Regions from separate parts of the Triticum aestivum genome. Here region 1 is linked to region 2. A link is a contact called in public Hi-C data. All regions are on one chromosome and are shown on one strand. The core of a region is the stretch at or near the end of the contact, and the rest is flanking DNA. Distances in the headings are between cores, read along the strand shown.

The links. A called contact is a pair of places that touch in the nucleus more often than the background predicts.
Region 1: a Hi-C map of leaf shows a contact between it and region 2, with 7 times the contacts expected there. The contact joins the promoter of LOC123077465 here to the promoter of LOC123077460 in region 2. A contact is called at or near these places in 1 of 5 Hi-C or Micro-C datasets (leaf) and 1 of 1 datasets of contacts at active chromatin or transcription factors (leaf).

What each region holds. Positions count from the first base shown.
Region 1 is chr3D:66,628,105-66,633,730 of IWGSC CS RefSeq v2.1, forward strand. It overlaps LOC123077465 (serine/threonine-protein kinase tricornered), which reads left to right and starts at 1,971. Exons shown (of 13, transcript XM_044499739.1): 1 at 1,971-2,398; 2 at 5,223-5,397. The coding sequence starts at 2,205.
Region 2 is chr3D:66,456,720-66,462,546 of IWGSC CS RefSeq v2.1, forward strand. LOC123077460 reads right to left here and starts at 2,288. Exons shown (of 4, transcript XR_006436656.1): 1 at 1,059-2,288; 2 at 620-676.

The DNA.
Region 1 (5,626 bases), core at 721-3,220, 170 kb after region 2:
TACTGTCACGGTTCACCAGTAAGTAAACACCAGCGACGCACGCACGCACGCCGGTGTCGGAAAAAAAAAACCAGCGACGCAAGCCGAATGCGACGACCGCGACACCGTAACTTCCTCCCCTCCGATCCCAACCAGCGAGCATCAGCGGTACGTTGCCAGTGATGATATACCACCACGTCCAGACAAGACAGACAAGGAAGAATACCACACAGGCGCAGTACAAGTGCATAGTTTAAGCACGTTGGGGGTTGGATGTGTCGAAATGGAATCCAAGAGAGGAGAGGAGGCCAGGGCCAGGCCAGGTGCACGCCGAGATCTGGCAGCACTGGCACAGGCGGCCGGGGAGGGATGCATGTAGATAGATAAAGAAATGGGGTGTGCGTGGCGACCTAGCCTGGCATCCGAGCTGGGCATGCGCGCGGCCGCGTGTATTCAGATCGGTCAGATGTCGATCCGCCCCCTGCGTGCGTATGTGCATGCATTTGCATTTGTGCCTGCCCCAGGCTGGAGGCCCCCATTATTTTGCCGCCGCGCCCCAACATGCCACCTTGCCACGCATCACCCGCAGATCCATCCATCCATCGATCGATCGATCGAGATATTTATTTATGTTTATTTATAAGTAAATAATGATGCCGTAGTTTTCTTCGTCAACTAGGCCAGCGGATCACTGGCGCAAGTACGCCTTGCTGTCCTGTCATCGCGTGCGAGCTTAGGCATCGCCGTTGATTGACGAGGAGACCCTGGTGGCTGCAGCTGCAGATGCGACTAGCTGGACGGAGACGACGTTGGCCGATTGGGGTACGTCGGATCTGTCCAAGTGGACATATGTGTGTTAATCTTATCGAAGAAAAATAAATAAATTACTAGCAGTACTAAAATTTGTGTGGCAAATGTCATGCACCGCGTCGCGACCCACGACCAGTTCACCGTGCTGGGTCAGCATTCAACACTCGATCTGTTACTTGGCCGGACTGCTGCACCGTACGGTACGTACAAAACGCGCGCGTGAAGCCGTGATGATCCAGATTCCAGAAGCTGCTCGCCTCCGTTCATTCAACAGTGACCCCGGCCGGTCGACGCGACCACGTACCACTCGCCGTCACTTTCTCACCTGGCCCGTGAGTACACGCCGCGTGGCGCGGGCTGATCTGACTCCGGACCCTGCAGCTAGCCTGCCTGGGGCTTCTCGCGTGGACCTAATACGGCGGATCGACCTACCCAACTGGGCAGCCGGACATGGCTAGGACCGCGACATGCACGGAGCTTCTACTACTCTTGTCAGTCCCCGATGGATGTCTCCGTATGCATATCGGGCCTGATTTTAGTACGTATTTTTAGTTTCTCCAACGACGATTTCATCATCATGTATACGCACTCATCCATCCATCAGAAGATCATCATCATAGCAGGTAGCATCTCAGCCAAAGGTCGCAGTAATTCGACCCATGGGACACCTCCCCAGTACTACCTCAATTTCAAAACATAAAACGTGATACTATACTAAATCAGACTAAATCGGGGACAATAAATATGTATGGAGGAGAGTACTTTTACTTTTTACTTATTGGGTAGCGAGCACGCCGTGTGCTGAAACACAAGAGAAGCTCGAAGACAGAGAGAAAAAAAAAAGAACTTGGAAATGGAAGATGGTCAGCGGCGTTTATCCATCCATCCATCCATCTGAAGCCTCAAGGGGAAAGCACCTAGACAAGAGCCAGCCAAGCCCTTCCCTTTTCTACGTGGTACCAACGTGTGTACAGCTACGTACGCAGAGATATATACTCCTAGTAGTTGTGTACAGCATGCGGCACGACAGAGTAGAGCTAATCACACCAAGCGGAGACAAAACCCATTCAAAAGTGGCAAAAAGAAAAGAGAGAGAGAGGGGAAAAAAAATCCGAGCTGTTCCCATGCGCAGCTGTCCGTGCGACGGAGTTGAGTTAAAGCCCCCGCCACCACACCACACCAAACCCGCCCCGTCAATCCCCCGCTGCTGCTCAATCAGCCACCCCGTGCCGGCGCGGTCAGACGACGGCCGTATATATACCCGGCGCGCACAGCGACAGGCGGAGGCCGCCGACCCGAGAGAGACCCAGCGCAGCAAAGGGACGCAGCAAAAGGCCCCCCGGGGACAGCGAGAGGTGTAGGCGGCAGCAGCGGCAGCCAGCGAGCGGGGAGGCTGGTTGGTCGTCGCGGGCGGGATGGAGAGCGAGATGTCGGACGCGGTCCCGGCGGCTGCGGTGGCCGTCGCCGAGCCGCTCGCCGCCGTGGCGGAGGAGGGCGAGGGGGAGGGGGAGGCGTCCACCCTCACCATGGAGCGCGTCGCCGCCGCCAAGAAGTTCATCGAGAACCACTACCGCTCCCACATGAAGAACATCCAGGAGCGCAAGGAGAGGTACCGATCCGATCCCGCCTCTCCGCCTCCAATTTTACTTGCTGCTGCCGCGTTCGCCCGGAGTAGATCTCGCGCCCCCGAGCTCGATCGAGGGGGTTTGAGCTCGGTTGGAGCGGCTCGAGCTCGGGGTTCTGGTGCTAGGGGTTTGTAGCTGCTAGATTTGGGGTGAATTTTGGGGTGGGCGCCGCCTGCGAGGAAGCGGGGCGCGCAGCGCAGCGGTAGCTGTACCAGCCATGGTCTTGAGGGTTTCTATCGTGGTATGACCTCAAATGTTGCTTTAGATCCTCGAATTGTTATTTTTAGACAATGAGATTCTCGAATTAGTCGAGCTTGCTATGCAATTTGGGGCTGCAGTGGCCTGATTTAGCTCTGATGGATAAATTGGGATGAGGAGAGTCCTTGGTTCTATAGGTGTTTCCAATCCTCAGATTCTGCTCAATGCACCAAGTAAAAATGGTTCCAGTCACTGGGTATGGAGCAGTTATTGTATTGTTCCACCTTTGGCGCGAAAAGCCGCTAAGCTGAGCTCATCATACTAGCAACTGCCTTGCTTAGCTGGATAGCGGGTTTGGAATGTTACTGTTGTGATGGTTCTCAATCTCGGATGATGACGATGCATCGATGCTACTACCGTGTATGTCTTGAGGTTGCGCCGGTATTTTGTTGTATGTGATATTTTGTTCTTGCGTGTATAATTAGGGTGTATAGTATGTCGGTTTTTAGTTTGCAAGCCAACAAACAAATGGTTGCCTTTATTATGTGACGGTTTTGTACCATCAATGTACTGTTGCAGATTCATGTTATCCTTTTATGAATGGGTAGTCGACACGTGGTCGATGACGTAGCGCATACATGTCATGTATTGATTTTGCCAGTACTAATTTAGCTTACTTGAAGCCAGATATGTACTACATAATAACCATTTCAGTTTAGTATGAGTTTGTTAGAGCTAGGATCAAAGAACCCTGCTTCCCTTTCATCAGACATGTTTTATGTGTGGACAACATTTGATTCTGCTAGTTGTTTGGAATGCTTCGTTTCTTCTCAGTGCACCATGCTGTTGGTCAATTTGCTGACACGGAGTAGTTAGGTTCTGTTTTTTCCGCTGCAAACTGTTGAGCTAAGTTCATAGTACTGACTCAGCCGCAAAAAAAAGGTTCATAGTACTGACTACTCCCTGCTTAGTTGGGTTATAAAATTTAGTGTCTTGCTGTTGTAAAGATTTTCTTGCAGGATAAATGCACAAAATTGACGCGAGGGAACACAACATGATTTCTCTGCGTCAGCATGTTGTTTTACAAAGGTCAAACCGTCAAACAGTCTTGTTTCTCTATATGTTGGAAGTAAAACAACGTAATGAAACACAATGCAGAACATTAGATGAAAGAAGTTGATGTCCTATACCTTTTTTTAATGCAATGGCACACAGTGGGTATGTAATCACCAGCCATGGTGTTGAGGAATTCTAGTGTGGTATGACGATGAGATCCTGGAATTAGTCAAGCTTGGTACACAATTTGGGGTTGCAGTGGCCGGATTTAGCTCTAGTGGATAAGTTGGGCTGAGCAGCACTTGACTCTGTACGTGCTTCGAAATCTCAGATTCTGCTTAATGTGCCAAGTAAGAATGGTTCCAATCATGGGGTATGTAGTAGTTATTATACTGTTATATTTTTGGCATGAAAAGCCGTTAAGCTGAGCTCACCGTACTAGCTGCTGGCTTGCTTAGTTGGATAGTGGGTTTGGAGTGTTACTGTTGTGATGGTTCTCCGATGATGATTCATTGATGGCATACTATCGTGTATGTTTAGAGATTGTATACAAGGCGACAAATGTCTGCCTTTAATTAGGGTATATTACATGATGGTTTTGAACTGTCAACGTAGACACATAGTCGATGACGTAGTGTATACATGCGATGTATTGATTATGCTAGTACTAATTTAGCTTACTTGGAGTCAGGTATGTACATAATAACCATTTCAGTTTAGTATGCATTTGTTAGAGCTAGGAGCCTAGGATCAAAACCCTGTTTCCCTTTTGTCAGACATGTTTTGGGTGTGGACACCATTTGATGCTGCTAGGTGTTTGGAATGCTTTGTTTCTGCTAAGGTGCACCATGCTGTTGGTCAAATTGCTGACACGGCGTAGTTATGTTTTATTTTCATGCTGGAAACTGTTGAGCTAAGTTCATAGTGCCGACTACTGCCCTGCTTAGTTGGGTTACGGGATTTATAGTTGCTGTTTTAAAGATTTTCTTGCAGGATAACTGTACAAAACTGGTGGTGAGAAATCAACAACATGATTTTCTGTTTTAGCATACATTATTGTACAAAGGTCAAACAGCCTTGTTTCCGTATATGTTGGCAGTAAAACAACACGATGAAGCACAATGCAGAACATTAGATGGAAGTAGTTGATGACTTAATGTCATATACTTTCTTTAATGCAGTACATTAAGTTCAGTCCATCTATGTAACAGGGCATTTGTTTTTCATTTATGGTCCTGTTATGTGTTAAATCTTTTATTAAAGCACGCAGGGGTTATGTAATCACCAGCTTGGTCTTGTATTAACTCAAGCTGGGGATTGCATTTGTTGAGACTTGGGACATCAATCAATTTTAAATATTTGAAGTTTACCTGCATAAGTTTCAACTGTGAAAGCTTTGTACTGGTGTGTGACTTCCGTCATATTGACTATCCACCTTGCTCATCTTTTGGCATTGCAATTCCATTTTAGGCAGATTTGCCCCTCCCCAGATGATAGTTTTGTTTGATTTTTGTCGGTTCCCAGCATCACATAACAAAATCCGATGTATTGCAGGCGTTTTAGACTGGAGCGGCAGCTAGCTACTTCTGAAGTTCCCAGGGAGCAGCAAATCAATTTAATAAAAGACCTGGAGAGAAAGGAAACTGAGTACATGAGACTTAAAAGGCACAAAATCTGCGTGGATGACTTTGAGCTGCTCACCATTATTGGGAGAGGCGCTTTTGGAGAGGTTCGCTCTTGTGCATTTAGTTTCTGTTTTTCTGTACACACCTCCATCTGTGGCATCACTGTTAAATGACACATATGTTTTTGCCAAAGAACATGACATGGCTCTAGACCATGGTACTATAAGTTTGGTTGTTGTTGGTGATGTATTTACCTTCAAGTAGTTCTGTATGTCCAAAAAGATTTAAACTAGGGGAGGTGACAACTGTTTGTTGGAGCATAAACTTATTTGT
Region 2 (5,827 bases), core at 1,038-3,537:
AAGCACTTATAACAACTGTAGGGGCAAAGACTACCTAAGAGGAATTGCTCTCGAATAGCTCAATCCACATCCTCTATCCCCATCCCAGTACACATGGAATCGTGCATAAGGACAAATATGTAAGAATAAATATGATAAAAGGTGTGTAAAAATGAATTGGGAACAAAATCAAGAGCTTCTGGAAGAAACAAAGATCATTACTTGGGTAAAGGTAAGGTTGGGTGAGAGGTAATTAATAATATCTGAATGTCCAGTTAAATGGACGAATTTAGTAATAGCATTCTTTTTTGTTGTTTATTGCTGTAGATGCACATAGCTACCGATAAGTGATTTCAAACATTTTTTTGCAGATGTCGGTGCTCAACTGCTGACTGATTGTTTATCAATGAATTGACACTATCCACTTACATACAAGATAACACTGCAAGTAACAGAGTAATAACTACATATAAAAGAAAAAACTGCAATGATCATATCTCCGGATGCACTACTTTGAAGTTTGAACACCAAATAGTCGTAACAAAATTGACTATCAATTTTTCTAGTGACTGACTAATAGGTCCGCGTTAATCATTTCAGCATTAGCACGAATATTACAGCAACAGAGATTAGTACATACATCTTGGTCCGGCGCGGACAGACACGGAAACGGCAGGGACGTCCACCTGCATCCCTACTGACTAAGCATGGCTTCTGTATTAGTTATATACTTACAAAAGAAAATGTTATCCTACTCAACACAAAAGAGATATACTGTAAGTTAGTCAGAACCTAACACTATGACAAGATATCCAAGTGGAGTCGGAAAAATGTGGCTGCACAAAAAAGGACTTGCTCAGAGAGGATAAATTTATCAAAAGTTATACTATCGTTTTCTACAGTATTAACACACATTTCTGTGGGATGAGTTACAACAGTAACAATAATGAGGGCAGTTCACCCATTTGCTTGTGACACCAATAAGGCAGTAACCACAATGGCAAAGGAAAACATGACCCTGTGAGAAACCGTATTCCATAAGGCTATGTTAAACTACAAGCTTTGAGGATAAACCTTACAGAATATTGTGCTTTCTTTCCACCTCCCATGAATCATAACGGTGCATCCTCTCAAAACCAGCAACTCTCCATGAATCCGACATCAAGTTGGCCATCTAGAAATGATGTGTCTTCAAATCTTGTGATCCATGTGGGAATCGAACCATTTGAAGATCTCCTCATTCTGCAGGCTGGTAAATTCATGGTATGCATATGCAATATTCAACTCCTCCGTGACATGCCTCTCCAGCCGGAACCCCTCCGGCAAGATCTTGGCTTCCTCCGCCGCCTCTTTCCACGGTGTGCTCCTCCCATCGTTCTTCAGAAACCCCTTCTCATCCAAGAACGACTTCTGGCGAAGCACGTCCACAAGGCCATCGGCGACGGTCGGGGTCAACCCCGGTATCCTCGCCGCCAAGAAGTCGGCACTCACGGCAAAGGCATCGCACTGGATCTCCCGCACATCAACGTGCGTTGACTTGAGCTTGCCTATGCTTGCCGCCACCATCTGCGCCCTTTTGGCGTCCCTGGGCATGTGCACGAACAGCGCCGGCGGGTAGCCGGGCGGGATTTCCTCCATGGCGGCGAACACGCCCTCGGCAATCACGATGGCCACGCTGCTGAACCTGACCCTCGCCGCCAGAGCGGAGACGAAGTACCCGCCCGACGACGCGCCGATGCCGACGAGCGGGAGGCCGCCGAGCTCGGGGTGCTGCTCCTTGACCCACCATTCGATGATGGAACTGACGGCGGCGAGCTCGCTGCCGTCGCCGGAGGCGGAGGCGGGGTCGAGGGACCAGCACTCGGCGCGGCTGGAGACGGCGAGGACGGCGTAGCCTCGGCGGAGCGCCTCGCGCGTGAACCGGCGCTCCTCGGGGAGCCCCGCGCAGCGCGGGCAGCCGGGGGAGGCGTCGAAGAAGTCGGTGGCGCGGATGGTGCATCCGGGGGCGATGAACATGGCGGCGCGCGGCGGGCCTGGGGGGAGCTGCCACAGCACCTCGTTGCCGCTCCTGCGCGCGACCCGCGGGTCGAGGCGAATGGCCGGGGTCAGCGGCGGGACGGCGGGAGCGCGCGGGAGGAGGAGGGCGGTGGCGAGGAGGATCAGCGCGCAGGAGGCGATCAGGACGACGGGCCTGCGCGGCCGCGGGAGGGGGTTGTCCATCCTTCGCGTTAATGGAGATTTGAGACGGTTTGGGGCTTCTCGTTAATGGAGAAAGTGACTTAGTTGACTTGCGTTGGACAAAGGGGAACGCAAACTCTGAACAGCGCTGGGAGGAAGAAACGTCCATTGGGCTGGGTGTAAAGGAGGCCCATGTGGAAAGGTGGCCCGGCGTCTTAGCCTGGCCCGGAACGACAAGTTTTTTTTAAGAGTACGTCAATGGTGTACCTTAGTTTTATAGAAGGCAGCATAAAATTTTACAAGAAGGAACGACGAGTTTCAACGATAGTTTCTCTTTCATCGCCGACGACGCTCATTCGGTGGGGCTCGTCGGATGTGAATTTCCCCCCGGTCCCCATCGCCACACGCCCTCACCGATGAGGAGATCTCCTTTGTCCGTCTCGTATCCCTCCTTGTCGATGACGGCTTGGGTAGCCTCGACTCTGTCACCAATCTGGACATCCTATGATAGCACCCAATGCCTCCCCCAATTCCCTCTCATAGTGTGCTTTTGTAGTTCGAACTACTATCACTGATGCTTGATGTGTCCTTGGTACTCATGGTGGCTCATGTGTCTTTTTTACTATAAAGACACTAAAGGGTATCCTAGATTGGAATATTGAGAAAAACAAAGGTCAATAGAATGGTTAGACAATTGGATATAGAACGGCTAGCAAATAATAAAATTATATTAAAAATCATACTGGTCTTCTTCCTCCTCTGATTGTATGTTGCCTATTGAAAATTGCCATGAACCAACAACAAAGAAAAGTGGTACTTGCGAGCGCCCTCACCACGCCAGGCTTTGAAGATCGCAATAGCCACTCTCCGCTTGAGACAAGATCTAAAAATCGTTGAAGCGGCATCGGCTGGAGCATCACCCCATGCAAAACAGGCTTGTAATCCATCACCACAAGCACAAAAGGTTGGAGAAACCGGGTCAAGCCATAGAACAACACAGAAGATGTTGTAGTCGCCACACCAATAGTCGGCTAAAAGCTCTCCTTGAAATACACACGAATTGCCAAGATCCAAAGGGAACCGACAGATCTGGGGACACAAACTCTCACAGGCTCTTCGTCGGCAGCGAATCGGATGTCGTTGAGGTAGGGAGAGACCAAAGAGATCTTATTCCACCACACCATCGTCGCCACCACCTCGTCGATGTCGCCGAAGAATCAAAAACCTAAGGAGAAAATGAGACGGGCGGGTCCCCACTCCTCTTGCGGCCGACGAGGCCGTCGGACGGGGAAGAGAAGGGGGACCAAGGTGGTGGTGGAAGCTATGGTAGCGGCTGGGGTTAGGAGGCGGATGTGTTGAGGCATTCACTGGTGTTTAATTCACCTTATGCTTATGGTGGCTCATGTGTTGGTAATACTAGAAGATAACCCATGCGTTGCCGCAGGGTGGTAGGCTGAAAAGATGAATAATTAGGTCAATTGGATAATTGTAAGACCTAATTATGATGTGATGACTAGTGGTTTGGCAGCCATGTATGATTTGTTGATGTGGAAGGTTGTATGCATGGAAAATAGTTAGTGAGATGATAGATTAATGACGTGGCGGACATGCATGATTTGTTGATGTGGAAGCGTTGCATGCTTAGGAAAGATAGACCATGGGTTGCAACTACTTGAAATACAAGATTTGTTAAGTACATGAGGGATCTATGCACTTTTGACATTCCCTTAGATAGATCTTTTCTCATATGTAATCTCATCTGCTGCATCATATGTTATTTGTTTACATGGTGTTGTTAGTATTGCACAAACGTGTAGGAAGGATTATACTACTAGACAAAAATGTGTAGGAAAGATTATCGCTAGTTTTTCAACTATTCTAGACGTCAAGGGTAAATATAGCTATATAACAAAAAGAACTTCTTTATATTTGTTTGGAAAACACTTGCCTTCAATTGATCAATTCCACACGAGCTTGTGGCCCCCTCGCAACTCTGTTTGACCTAATTCCAAGCCCATAAATTTCCCAAAATCTAGAAACCGTCAGAGCGAGACCCGAAACAATCATTCCACCACCGTAAGACTCTGTTCTCCCGTGATCTCATCTGGAGGCCTCGCCGGTACTCTGTCGGAGGGGGGTCGATAATGGAGGGCCTCTAAATCAACTTTGCTACCTCCCCGATGATGTGTGAGTACCTACGGGTCCATAGCAGTAGCTAGATCTCTCTCTATCTCTCCCTCTCTCTCTCTTTGATCTTCAATACAATGTTCTCTTCAGAGATCGATATGATGTAATCTTTTTATGCAATGTGTTTGTTGGGATCCGATGAATTGTGGGTTTATATTCAGATTATTCATTGAAAGTAATTGACTTATTTCTGAACTTTATTATGTGTGATTATTATAGCTATGTAATACTTTCTGATCTATGAGTTATCTTTGGTCAAGTTGCTGATTAGATCTTCTGTAAAAGTGGTGCATAGCAGTAGGTTCAATCTTGAGGTGTCCTCACCTCTTGACAAAAGGGATAGCGAGGCATATATTTGTTTTGTTGCTGCTAAGGATAAAACGATGGGGTTTGATCATATTAGTTGTTCTTATTTTGTCTACATTACGTCATCGTGCTTAAAGCATTACTCTGTTTGTCATGAACCTAGTATGTAGAGAGGCAAGCATAGAAGATCTCTCGGAGTGGAGTAATAGTAGTAGATGTCGAATCTTTCGGTCTATTTGTCACAGACGTAATGTCTCTGTACTGATCATGTGTCACGACCGGTTTTTCAATAAAATAATTATTGAGAGACCAATCCCGTTTACAGACCAGTAAGGAAGAATTCTTTCTCACTGGTAGACAATATCTTGGTCACAGAAGAAAAATACCAGGAGTACTAAATATAATACAAGGTTGAGCGGAGACTGCCCAACAATCTATTACATGCACGTCGATAAAACAAGACGGCGGATAGGGTGGCATACTACTAACTCACGATAATAACGGTGGTGGAAATATCACCGCGAAGCGAGTGATATGACTCCTGAAGACTACAGCTCATCGAGCGTCGGAGTGAGGCTCGAGGAGACTTATTGCGGGTGGCGGAAGCGTAAATAATACATGTGACCAATATCCGGGATCGCACAGGACTGACTGGGACTCCTCTAGGCGTCGGACGCGCCATCAAACTCTTCATCCAAGAGATCGCCTTCGTCAACATCTGGCCAAATCAACAAGCCAGGTGAGTACTATGAAAGTACTCGCATGACAGTTCGGACATAAGATATAACAAGTGTAAACATGAAGCATATGAACAATTTATCCAGTGCGTTCAGACATAGCGATAATAAATACTGGGTGCCAAGCGAGGGTCTGAATGACGCCTCGAGCGGAAACTGCAGAATAGTAATACTGGTGCCAAACGAGTGTCTGAATGACTCCTCGAGCGGAAACTGCAGAATAGTAATACTGGTGCCAAACGAGGGTCTGAATGACTCCTCGAGAGGAAACTGCGAGAATAGTAATACTGGTGCCAAACGAGTGTCTGAATGACTCCTCGAGCGGAAAATGCAAGAATAATAATACTGGTGCCAAACGAGTGTCTGAATGACTCCTCGAGCGGAAAATGCAAGAATAATAATACTGGTGCCAAACGAGTGTCTGAATGACTCCTCGAGCG